Regions from separate parts of the Xenopus laevis genome. Here region 1 is linked to region 2. The links are chromatin contacts, called in public Hi-C maps. All regions are on one chromosome and are shown on one strand. The core of a region is the stretch at or near the end of the contact, and the rest is flanking DNA. Distances in the headings are between cores, read along the strand shown. Region 1 has its middle 39 kb from the start of prep.L. Region 2 overlaps prdm1.L (PR domain zinc finger protein 1).

The links. A called contact is a pair of places that touch in the nucleus more often than the background predicts.
Region 1: a Hi-C map of the XL177 cell line shows a contact between it and region 2, with 5 times the contacts expected there. The contact joins two enhancer-like sites. A contact is called at or near these places in 3 of 4 Hi-C or Micro-C datasets (the XL177 cell line, the XTC cell line and animal cap).

What each region holds. Positions count from the first base shown.
Region 1 is chr5L:83,349,869-83,355,888 of Xenopus_laevis_v10.1, reverse strand. No RefSeq gene overlaps it. Among protein-coding and RNA genes, the nearest start is that of prep.L, 39 kb to the left of the region's middle. Within about 2 kb of position 3,873, at least 1 of the 7 cell types and tissues checked has an H3K27ac peak or open chromatin away from gene starts, as enhancers often do.
Region 2 is chr5L:83,070,740-83,076,303 of Xenopus_laevis_v10.1, reverse strand. It overlaps prdm1.L (PR domain zinc finger protein 1), which reads left to right. Exons shown (of 7, transcript XM_018263353.2): 4 at 2,203-2,452; 5 at 3,630-4,717; 6 at 4,828-4,956; 7 at 5,450-5,564. Among protein-coding and RNA genes, the nearest start is that of prdm1.L, 12 kb to the left of the region's middle. Within about 2 kb of position 1,428, at least 1 of the 7 cell types and tissues checked has an H3K27ac peak or open chromatin away from gene starts, as enhancers often do.

The DNA.
Region 1 (6,020 bases), core at 2,624-5,123, 280 kb before region 2:
GACTACATTTTTTGGTGTCCCCATTGTGCAGTACAAATTATAAAGGGTGGCTCACAAGTCATTCATAAATATTAACAATCAGTGCCAGTGGTATCTACTATGCAAATCTCAAAATGACTCCATAATAATTAACAGAAATGTACATAATTATCTTAATTTTCTGTGTAGGTGTGATGTGTTGCATGTAAAATTAGTCAACCTGCAGTCTACTTAAAGTTAGCTCACCTTTAAATAAACTTTTAGTGAGTTGTAGTTGTGCAGGGCCATTTTTAGGGCTGCTACCACCCCCCCTCACTATTTCCACACTTTAGCGCAAGTCAAGGAGGGGCATCACCAGCCTAGAGAGAGCTCCCTGCACTAGAAAAGCCTAATTTCCATTTTTGGCAGCTTTTTTATTTTTTTTTATTTCAAAAAGCTTTATTGTAAACTTCCAACAATAAAAAGCTTTAAATGCATTAACAATACAGTTAATAAAAAATAGAATATCAACATATTTGTTATCATCACAATATTGCAGGTAAGTTTGTTTAACAAAGTTACCCTGGTTGGTAGCATGCCCAAGTGTCAGTACTACTCTCTACAGAAGAGGTCTATGTATTGTGAGGAATGAAATGAGAGTGTGAATGGGGAAGAAGATAAAGATAGATAGGTGGGTAAAGGAGTGCAGCAGGATGAAGCGGGACTTGATCATTTTTATAGATATGCTTTGTAGACATCCGTTTCTTTGAATAGAAGCCATCGTAACCAGACAGCTGAGAATCTAGCAAATTGATCCAGGTTGTAGGATGAAATTTCCTCAAATCTATATATTTCTGTGATTATATTAAACCAGTCTTTTATGGTGGGGATATTTGTGGTTTTCCAGTGTAGCGGAATTAAACGTTTTGCTGCATTCAGCAGTTGTGGTTCTAAGCCTGAGTTCAAAGTTGCAATTGGTTGTGGTTCTAAGCCTGAGTTGAAAGTTGCAATTGGTTGTGTATTGTGGAATAACAGTACTTGTGAAGGGTCTACAGGTATAGTGACCCCCAGGATCTGACTAGCCAGTGAGCATACCTCTTCCCAAAATTTTTTTAAGTAGTTTAGAGAAAATATTTTCAATCTGTACTTCTCCTAGTTGGATATTTAAATCTTTGGACCATCTGTTTATAAATGAAACTGACTCCCATTTAGTTGGAGGTTATAGCATTTTGTACAACAGAGAAATTACATGTCGTGTAGTGAGCAGGCTGTTTCAAATTTGGTAAGGTCTCCACCTAAAGTTTGTGTGCCTCCCAAGCTGTGAAAGTAGTGAGATATTTGCGTGTATTTTAAGTGGTCCGTTTGATTGAATTGTGTTGGGTTGTAACCCAAAAGGGAAAGCAGGATTATTTATCAGGGGTATTAAAGGCGATGGATAAAAGGTGAGCGAGTGTTTTGTGCGGCATTTATCCCATATCGTCATGGTGTTAGATAAGAGAGGGTGGTCTGAGTGTTTCAGTCATCTATATATGTGGTCTATCCATGGTAAGTGCAATAAATAGAAGTATGCTGATTGTTGTTCAATTTCCACCCATAGTTTTATATTTGCGTAGTGGGACCAATCTATTATTCTTAATAAAACTGATCAGTAGTAGTATGTTCGACAGTCCGGCAAAGCTACTCTTCCTTGTCGTTTGGTTTTAGTCAACGTTTTGTAAATAATTCTTGCCTTTTTATCTTGCCATACAAAATTGTTTATTATTTTTTGTATTTGGTTCAATTGCGTATCTCCTATCTGTAGTGGAAGCGTTTGAAAGATATATAGGATTCTAGGCATGATGTTCATTTTTACTATGTTCATTCTCCCAAACCATGAAATAGGTTTATCTTTCCAATTGTTCAAGTCTCTTTTGATTTTTGATATTACATGTTTCAAGTTGAGCTCAGCCCAATTTGAGGTATCTTTAGTGATCTGGAGGCCTAAGTAAGTAAATGTTCGTGGAGTCCATTTGTATGGAAAACCCATGGACAGGACATGCATCATTGTATCAGGAATAAAGACATTTAGAGCCGTTGACAATAAATTTATCTTGAAATTACTTAGGTTTCCATATTTGAGGAACTCTTGGTTGAGTGCAGGTATGGATGTTATGGGATTGGTAAGAAAGAACAGCAGATCGTCTGCATATGTGGCTATTTTATGCTGTGTATCACGTACACGTACTGTTATGTGTGGGTTTAGTCTGATGTGGCATAGCAAGGATTCTAAGGATAGTATGAATAATGTGGGGGAAAGAGGGCATCCTTGCCTCGTTGGGGTTATTGTATAGTGCCGAAATCCATGTTAACATATTTGGTCCCAGTCCCAGGTGTTTTAAACATGTGAACATGAATATCCAATTAACTCTGTCGAATGCTTTTTCTGCATCAGTAGATAAAAGCATATTCTCAATTTTATGTTTTTTGGCCCAAAATTGTAGATTGATTAATATGTTGGTATTATCCCTACCTTCTCATCCTGGGATGAATCCCACTTGTTCTGGATGTATTAAGCTGAGGAGACAGGTCAGAATTCTGTGAGAAAGAATCTTCGCCAATAGTTTAATGTACATATTTATCAGTGAAATGGGCCCATAATTGCCTGGGTCTGTGGCGTCTTTGTCTGACTTCAGGAGTAATGTGGTGCTGCTAGTGATGACTTGTCAAAGGTTTTGCCTGTAGAAATGCTATTGAATGCTGAGCACATAAATGGTAGCAGTTTTTCTTTATATATTTTGTAATAAGATACAGTGAAGCCATCTGGGCCCGGACTTTTTTTGGCAGTTTTTCGTCTCCCCTGGTAACTAGCTACTCGCTGCCACCCGAGGTAAGGTTCTCACCTTGCTTCATGGCAGTAGCAGCCCTGAGACAATTTGCTGTTCTGCAAATTATTTTAAAAAAAATGTGTGGTTTTGAGTAATATTGCTTTTAGTTAAGCAGAAGAAGGCAAATCATTCAAAAACTAAGAATTATTGAAAAGTTGCTAAGAACAGGGCCTTATAATATTTAACTTAAAGGTAAAAGTACATACATACATGTTGAACATACACTTACCTCTACCAATTTGCTCTTATCGTCATTCTTAGTGAACTTTTTTTTTTTTTTTTTTTTAAAAACTGAATACTATTGAACACTGGCATATCTTTCCTTTTTCAAATGTCTTTGGATAAGATTTCATCTTCTGAGTCATAAGGTGAGGGATTCATTTGTAGCAGATTAGTTAAGGTATCTTCAGAGCTAGACTCATAAATCCCCTTGTTTGTTGACTTGGGAGGCGAAGGTGACAGTGCCATTAAAGGATTATTGAAAATGCTATAGATTAACATTGTAGAGAAAAAGTTCACAGAGTAAGCTTTTTTGCCTATTGGAACAACAGCTTGTACTCTAAATGTGTCATTATTCTACCCGAAGAATAAATAAATTTTTTATGCCAATGAAGGATAAGATTTTCACGGGATTCATACCTATTCCTAAAACAAGATCCATGAACATCCTGTAAACGATATCCTTATAAATAATGCTTAGTGATGTCAATGGCTATAATTGGTGCTTAGTGATGTGATTTATCATGTGACTCATTGAAACTTTTGTATTATTATATAATTAATAATGTATGCCCTGTTTTATAATATGATGAGATACTGTAGTTTCTATTAACTTTATGAATAATACACAAGAGCCATGAACACTGGCATAACTAACTAACATACAGCAGACCCTGGTGGGGGGCCCTGGGCCACAGGGGGCTGTTGTATTGAATTTCCTTCACCTGGCCCCTTCTGCTTTCTAATTTGCCACCGCAAACAGGCAAGCGGGCCAGGCACACAGGCAGCCAGTAACGGGGTGGGAGGGAGGTGTAGAGAACTCAGCACATTAAGCCCAGTCCCTCCAAACATTCTCTTGCGAGGGGGAAACTGAAGGTGGAGGTCTGAGCACATTAGAGAAGGGATGAAATGGACAGAGGAGAACTGAAGGAGGATGAAGGAGGGCAAATAAGTTAAGAAGGGCTGAGGGTGGTAATACAGAGATGAGGGAGAAGTCTGAGGATTGATATATATTATATAGAGGACACATAGCAATATTTTCCAATCACTGAGCACTGACTGCCCGCTCTATTGCTATTTGTCTGGATATTTTACTAAAGTTTACATCAAAATCCTGGGAAAATAGCAGTGGTATGCCTTGGGCTCACCTACCTGCACCTGCCTGCAAAACACTGGAATATGAATAGGAAAGGGCCTGAATAAAAAGGTCAGTAATAAAAAGCAGTGCTAACAATACATATGTAGCCTTAAATGGGACCGTGATCCCCATTTGAAAGCTGGAAAGAGTCAGAAGAAGGAGGAAACTTATTCAAAAACTTTATATAAAAAAAAAAAAGGAAAAATTAAGGCCAATTGAAAAGTTGCTTAGAATTAAGGTGGCCATAAACATCGCAATTATGCTCTTTCCTACAATTGGTTGCAGGAAAGATTATTCCTTTTCATTACAGACATTTAGAGCTGAATTGTCAGATATCAGGTAGAAACAATGGCTGATTTTCCGACCTGCCAATTGACTAGCCGACCGATATCCAAGTCTTTTGCTGATATCGGTCATCTCATCTCCCGCTGTAAACATACTGAATAAATGTGAACCACCCCTTTAATAAAACAAACATAGATTTCAGCAACTTTACTATGAAAAGTAGTGTTATGTATCTGTAGTAAGTAAATCCAATTAAGCACAGTAAATGTAAGAACTATTCTGAATAATGTCATAGTCACCTTTTGCAAATCTGGGAAGATCCAAAGTGAGACACCTTTTTTAAATTAAACCTTTAGGGTGCCACATGACACTGAATTCACTGGATGAATCATCTTTATGTACTAGTTGCTGAGGTTGTGTCAAGTCACTCTTAATTGAACATGCTTCAACAAGGACTGACATAGAAGGAGAAGAATACAGCTGAGCTTGTTACATGTTAATTAGAAACACGTCCTTTCTAAATAACTTGGTGATCTCAAAAACAGAATTTCAGTTCACAAGGGCATTCGTTTTCTCATCCCTACTGGCATGACTAAGAAATGCTTTCTATATTGTAAGTTGCTTTTCCAGTCCTGATGAGAAGCCACCAACTCAATGAAAAGTCTAGGTAGGAATGCTATATTACTATTTAATGGATCTTAGTGCACAACCCAGTCTTTACAATTACATAAAATGCAGAAGAGGAAGTCATGGGATGATTTGTATACAGTATTTTAGATCACTTATGCCCCTTTCCAAGAGCAGCACAGCACAAATCTATGCAAGACTACTACTACTACATCCAGGAATTACTGTAGAATTATCAACCTGAAGCCACGTGGTGGCGCTATTATACCATAACAAGAACAATCTCTGACCTATCATCATGACACTTCAGGAATGAAAGTGTATTTTTCAAAATCAAATGTAACACCGTAATGGGGTTTTGCTTTAATATAAGGTATTTAGAAAACAATCTTCCTAAAATGGGTAATGAAAATGCAGGAAAATTTTGCTTAAGCTATGTATCCCTATTTAAATAAGTTGTTGCATGGTATTCTAATAGACTATGGGGCAGATTTATTAAAGAGTGAAGTGGCTAACGCTAGCGACTTTTTGCCAGCATTGCCACCCGCAAGCACATCGCCAATTTACTAACAGGCTTAGGCGCCAATTCGCTAGTGAAACAGACCGTCGATATTGGTCATTCGCACTCTATCGCCAGGCGACTTTTCGCTCTGGCGAACGAACGTTACTCCGCAAATTTACAAATTTACCCCTTTGCCAGAGTTGCCTTCGCCACCTCAGACCAGACAAGTGCTATAAAGCTGCTAGATCTTCCTCAATCTTCTGTCACTTACATCATATTCTGTGAGCCGAAAATGCATCAAAGTTCAAAAAACGCTGGCGACTTTTCCTTTTTTCAGAGTGATTGCCTGCAAAAGACCTAACAAACTTTTTTGGGGAACCGTTTTTTTCCAGACATTTCCTAACATATGGAACAGTGGGCTCATGTG
Region 2 (5,564 bases), core at 179-2,678:
GTATTGTAAAGCCGGTTTATTCTGTCACCCACCTCTTTTGATAATTTATTTCATTATTAGATAGCTGTAGTGTTACTGGCAATCATTTCCTTGTAAGACACCTTTCATTTGGTCTGTGTATGCCTCTAAAGGAAACAGTGGCAACTCATTTCCCATATGATGCAATTCACATCCTGGCATTGCCGGCTGCGATGGGAACATCTAGTTTAAAAAAAAAAAAAAAAAATGCAAACTTTGCCTGCATCTCACTCATTGAGAGAGAGGATGTGTGGGGTTGAGTAAACCCCTTAAGTGACATTATTTCTTGTAACTGAGCTGTGAGTCAGCACATTCTCTCTGCTTTATAGAACATGGAAACATCATGAGATGGGCTAGTAGTTTCTTTCTTTGTAAACATGTGACCTCACCTTGCTGCCTATTTCACGCTCAAGCCAAATGATACAAACCCAATTTCTGGTGAAACTCAAATGTAAATGATAATTGCAATTACACTATTTTCTCCTTTTTATAATTATACTACTATAGAATCTTTTACACAGGGTTTATTAGTGCTCCTTTATCTCCTGTCACATTAGAGGTTTATATATTCATGTAGTTTATAATCTCAATGCATCTGTTTGCCAAGCGAGCGGATCTTATAGTGTATGGCCACCTTAAGTCTTCTCATCTCTTTCAATCATTGTTAAATAAGCCACAGGCATTTCAAGCAGCAGCAGCATAGTATATGTAAGATGCATTTGAGCCAACAAGCAGATCTGGTGATTGTTGCTCAAACATGCAATAGGCAGCATTTTTGAGCAACAATTTCCTGACAATGTAATGATAAAAATGTAAATTTAAACATTTAATTTTTTAAAACTGCATTCCTATACACCATGTTTTCATTTAAAAGGAAAACATGTTTTATTCTGACAGCGTTCCTGAATCCAGGAACCTATTACCTTAGGTTCCAAAAGAGGTTGTGTGACACTCCACCGCAGTAAGAGAAACCCATGTTCCTTGAAGTCTACAAACCTGGGTGAACCAGGAAAGATTACAACTCCTCTGACATTCACACAGCCCTGTTCCATTTTCTCACAATTCATACACCACAGTAATTCATGCACAGCACTTCAGCGCAGCCACATGTATTTCCCCCTTTTCAGTTACAGGAAATTGCTTTAAAAAGAAAGTGATTCTTCATTTTTCTTTTAGCATCTCTCTTTAGCTATGTCTGCCTTGCATTTTGCAATACACTGCAGCTCAATGGCATCCCTTAAAAAAAGTTATTTTGATGCATTTTAAATTTATTTCATAACTAATACATATGTAGAAAACAAACAGCAGCTTGGGGATCTATTAGACGTAGTTTAACATTAGTATAGTCCTAAATGCTGCATTGTCAATGAACATGGCTGTCTACATGTGCAGGGTAGTCTGCCGAATTCATTGACCAGAACACAATCAGTCGCTTTCATATGCACCAGGCCTGTCCTTCCCTTTAGTCTCACTTTCATACGCATAACAATATGCTAAAAGAACCAAGAATCATTTTGTCTTGTGGCATTTTCACTCTGACTAATTACATGCTATCTTCACTCTCTCCATTGTTTTTTTTTTTTTTTTTTTTTTTAACCTGGCTATAGGTTGAGGAATTTTTTTTATATTCATTTCTAACACAAAGTAGTAACACAGGACTCAACTTGTTTTCTTAAAGGAAAAGTGACTGTGTTGGCTAGGAATGAATGAGACTGTTGGCCTTGTCCCAGCTTTGCTTATTGTTATGGCAGGTGAAGTTCACTTTTGCTACACCCAGTGTTCAGACAAAAGGGCTGCATTCCAAGTAGTTATATAAGTGATGCTACAGTCTGGTGGAAGAGAGTGCAGGTAAAAAAAGAGAATTAGGAATGCTGAGAATTTTCAGAGAAATCTCCTCTCTCGTTATTATGCAGGAAAGGTACTTCAGGAAGAAGTACAGTGATAACTATTTGCACTAGAGCACATTTAAAAAATTCTATAATATGGCACTGTGTATATTTTTGATCAATGCGGGTTTGTGTGTTTTATTATAAATATATAGGTAATATTATCATTTTTAACCAACCAATAATGGACACAGCCACGCCCCACCCATTTCCTGTGGGTATTCCACTTATTTTTTATTACTTTTGCTCCTCATTTTCTAACTTTCTAATATTACTTTGTTTTGATCTTTAATATTAGATCTATTCAAATGGTGACTTCCAGCACTTCATCGATGGTTACAATGAAGATAAGAGCAACTGGATGCGCTATGTCAACCCAGCACACTCTCTTCAAGAGCAAAACCTTGCCGCTTGTCAGAATGGCATGAACATCTATTTTTACACCATTAAGCCTATACCAGCCAACCAGGAACTTCTGGTGTGGTATTGCCGGGACTTTGCTGACAGACTTCATTATCCCACTTCTGGAGAGCTTGTAGTGAATCTCCGTAAGTAGACTAAGAAACATGATCGGAATGCAAGCACTGCCTATGTGATCTCATGTTAAAACCTAGAATTAAATGGGTGTATCTGCCTTTAATAAGGGTAGTTTTGCATTTAAATACCATCTAGTGAATAGATAGGTGTGTTGCTGCTATTCATTGAAAAGGAAGTTCAGTTCATTCCATGAAAGCCAAAGAGCCAATAAGCACATTTTAGGGCCATCAAAAGAACACCAACTCAAGCACTTTAAAGGCCTTATTAAATAGGAACATTTCATATATTTTCAACAGGGAGTTAAAATTGTTCACACGTTAGCAGACACCACATAAACCCAAGATCTATGTCTTTTTTTTTTTTAAGCAAACCAACTGAGGCAACTTCTTTAGAATTTCAACTCAACTTCCTCTCTTAGGGTAAAACCTGATTGCATCTCTTGATGTACCAGACATATCTCTCCATCTCGCATTTACTGTCAGTTTCTTGGTTGTTGGGTTAATTTTTTTTTTAAAACAAACTTTCACCTATGTGGCTTATTTGAAGCGGAACATTTTGAGGGTGCTATTTCTATCTGCACAGAAGTGCAAGTATATAATGCACTTAGTCAGGCTACTCAATTATTAGTAAAATTATGTTTTTATCTGTTTAGCATTTGCATTTTGCTACTAATTTTACTGAAACACAATATACTGAAATATACTGCTGCTTAGTCAAACTATTGGAAGGCTCTAGTGGAAGTGAAACTTTACTGACTTCTTCCTCCTGAATGTTTTTTACTTTTAATTTGAAGAAATCATTTTAAACTTCCTGTTCTGTTGCAGAGATAGTGATTGTTCAGCCTAATAAGCGATGATTCCTCCAGTGGTGTCTCTCCTATTCAGAAATTGCTCAAGTTCTATTATACAAAAACGTGGCATCAAAATGCCCAAAAATACTACATGGGCCATAGGCGAGAGTACTTTCTATAAGTAAAAACTATGTAAAGCTGGCTCACAGAATTACATGTATGTTATATAGTTTTTTTTTTTTATAGATTTGTATAGCCTTGACATTTAACTGGAGTACAAAGCAGGAACATTTTGTGAAAAACATAATGTAATATTTTGAATCCTGATCATTCTAGCAAGCATTAAGGAAGCTTTATTATTCAGCTTGATTAATATTATTTGTTTCTCTTTATTTCAGAACAAAGTGTGATCATTACAGAGGAGAAAAGGAAAGAACTGATCCCCCAGAAAAACACCCCAAAAAAGGAGCATAGCGTGAAAGAAATCCTAAGGGATACAACAAGCCACTTGAAACACAAAGGCAATCTACTGAGCTCCATGTCTGCAATCACACCAGAAAAAGAAAAAGTGGATGTGAATAAAAACTGTAGCCCTGAAAGGACTTTCTTCCCGAGGGTAGTTTACCCTTTCCACTCTCACATTCATGAAGACTATTTAAAGGCATCTGTAGGCTATAACATGGACAGACAAAATTATCTGATGCATTCACCAATTCAGCCATCCACAACACCAAGTCCTTCATCAAGAAGTAGCCCTGACCAAAGTTTCAAAAGTTCAAGTCCTCACAGTAGCCCTGGTTCAGCAGTTTCACCTCATTATCCAGTGCAGGATCACAAAGAGTTCTATCCATTCATCAACAGACCATACAATACTGAAGGTTTGGGGTCATTCCCTACTTATGCACCCCCAGGAAGTCACCTGCCACCATTTGTATCCTCTTACAATTCAACGTATTCTAAATATTTATTACCACCCTATGGCATTGGCTGTAATGGACTCAATTCATTGAACAATATTAATAGTTTCAGTCCCTTCTCAAGGATGTACCCAGTTTATAGCAGTATGCTTGCAGGTGGAAGCCTTCCTCACCATTTGCTAGCCCATGCTGCCCTACCTGGTTCTCTACCACATGAGGGAGGACGTAGATTGCTGCAACCTGAGCTGCCACGAGACTTTCTTATTCCTGCACCCAATAGTGCCTTCTCCATCACAGGTGCTGCTGCGAGCATGAAAGACAAGCAGAGCAGTCCCACTAGTGGATCACCAACTGCTGGCACAGCTGCATCCTTAGAGCACATAATGCAACCTAAACCTACCTCAGCTGTGATGTCCACAAGCAGTGAAGAAGCCATCAATCTTATTAAGAGCAAAAGGAATATGACTGGTTACAAGACTCTCCCATACCCATTGAAAAAGCAAAATGGAAAGATCAAATACGAGTGTAATGTTTGCTCAAAAACATTTGGACAACTCTCAAACCTAAAGGTAAGCATCTGGTTGCTGTGCCAAGTTGCAGGTCACATTTTCCATCTACAAAGATAGAATACTAATGATCTGGGAACACATCACTAAATTGATTGTATTTCCTTTTCTAGGTGCATCTTCGGGTACACAGTGGGGAGCGACCATTTAAATGTCAGACTTGCAATAAAGGATTCACTCAGCTGGCGCATTTACAGAAGCACTTTTTGGTACACACAGGGGAGAAGCCTCATGAATGTACGGTGAGTAAGTGACATACAAAGAAACTGATGTTAAGTGTTTAAACACTTTTGACTTTTATATAGTACTTGTGTGAGTAACCAGGATACTCCATTATACAGAAATTGTCTGTTGCATCTCAAATAGTATGGCGAATGCCGTTAACAATTCACAAATGTAGCAAAATGAAAACAACAAAATGTAACAACAAATTAACAAATGAAAATGCATTCATCTTGGGGTTTTAATAGATATAATGATTTGACTAGATTCGAAAATTGGGCAGCAAACTGGAAAATGAACTTCAATGTTGATAAAAGTTATACATATAGTTTCAGTGTGTGTGTGTAGGTATATGCAATAGGGTTTGCTTGGAGAGGTTGAACTTGATGGACTTTGGTCTTTTTTCAACATATTAAGGGAAATTAACTGCCACATTATATTTTCAAAAGGCTGCTGAAATATAAAGATATATTGAACGTTTACTGATGTATGCACTGTTCTGACTCTCTCTAGGTTTGTCATAAACGGTTCAGCAGCACAAGCAATCTTAAGACCCACTTACGACTGCACTCTGGAGAGAAGCCCTACCAGTGCAAACTGTGTCCTGCAAAGTTTACTCAATTTGTTC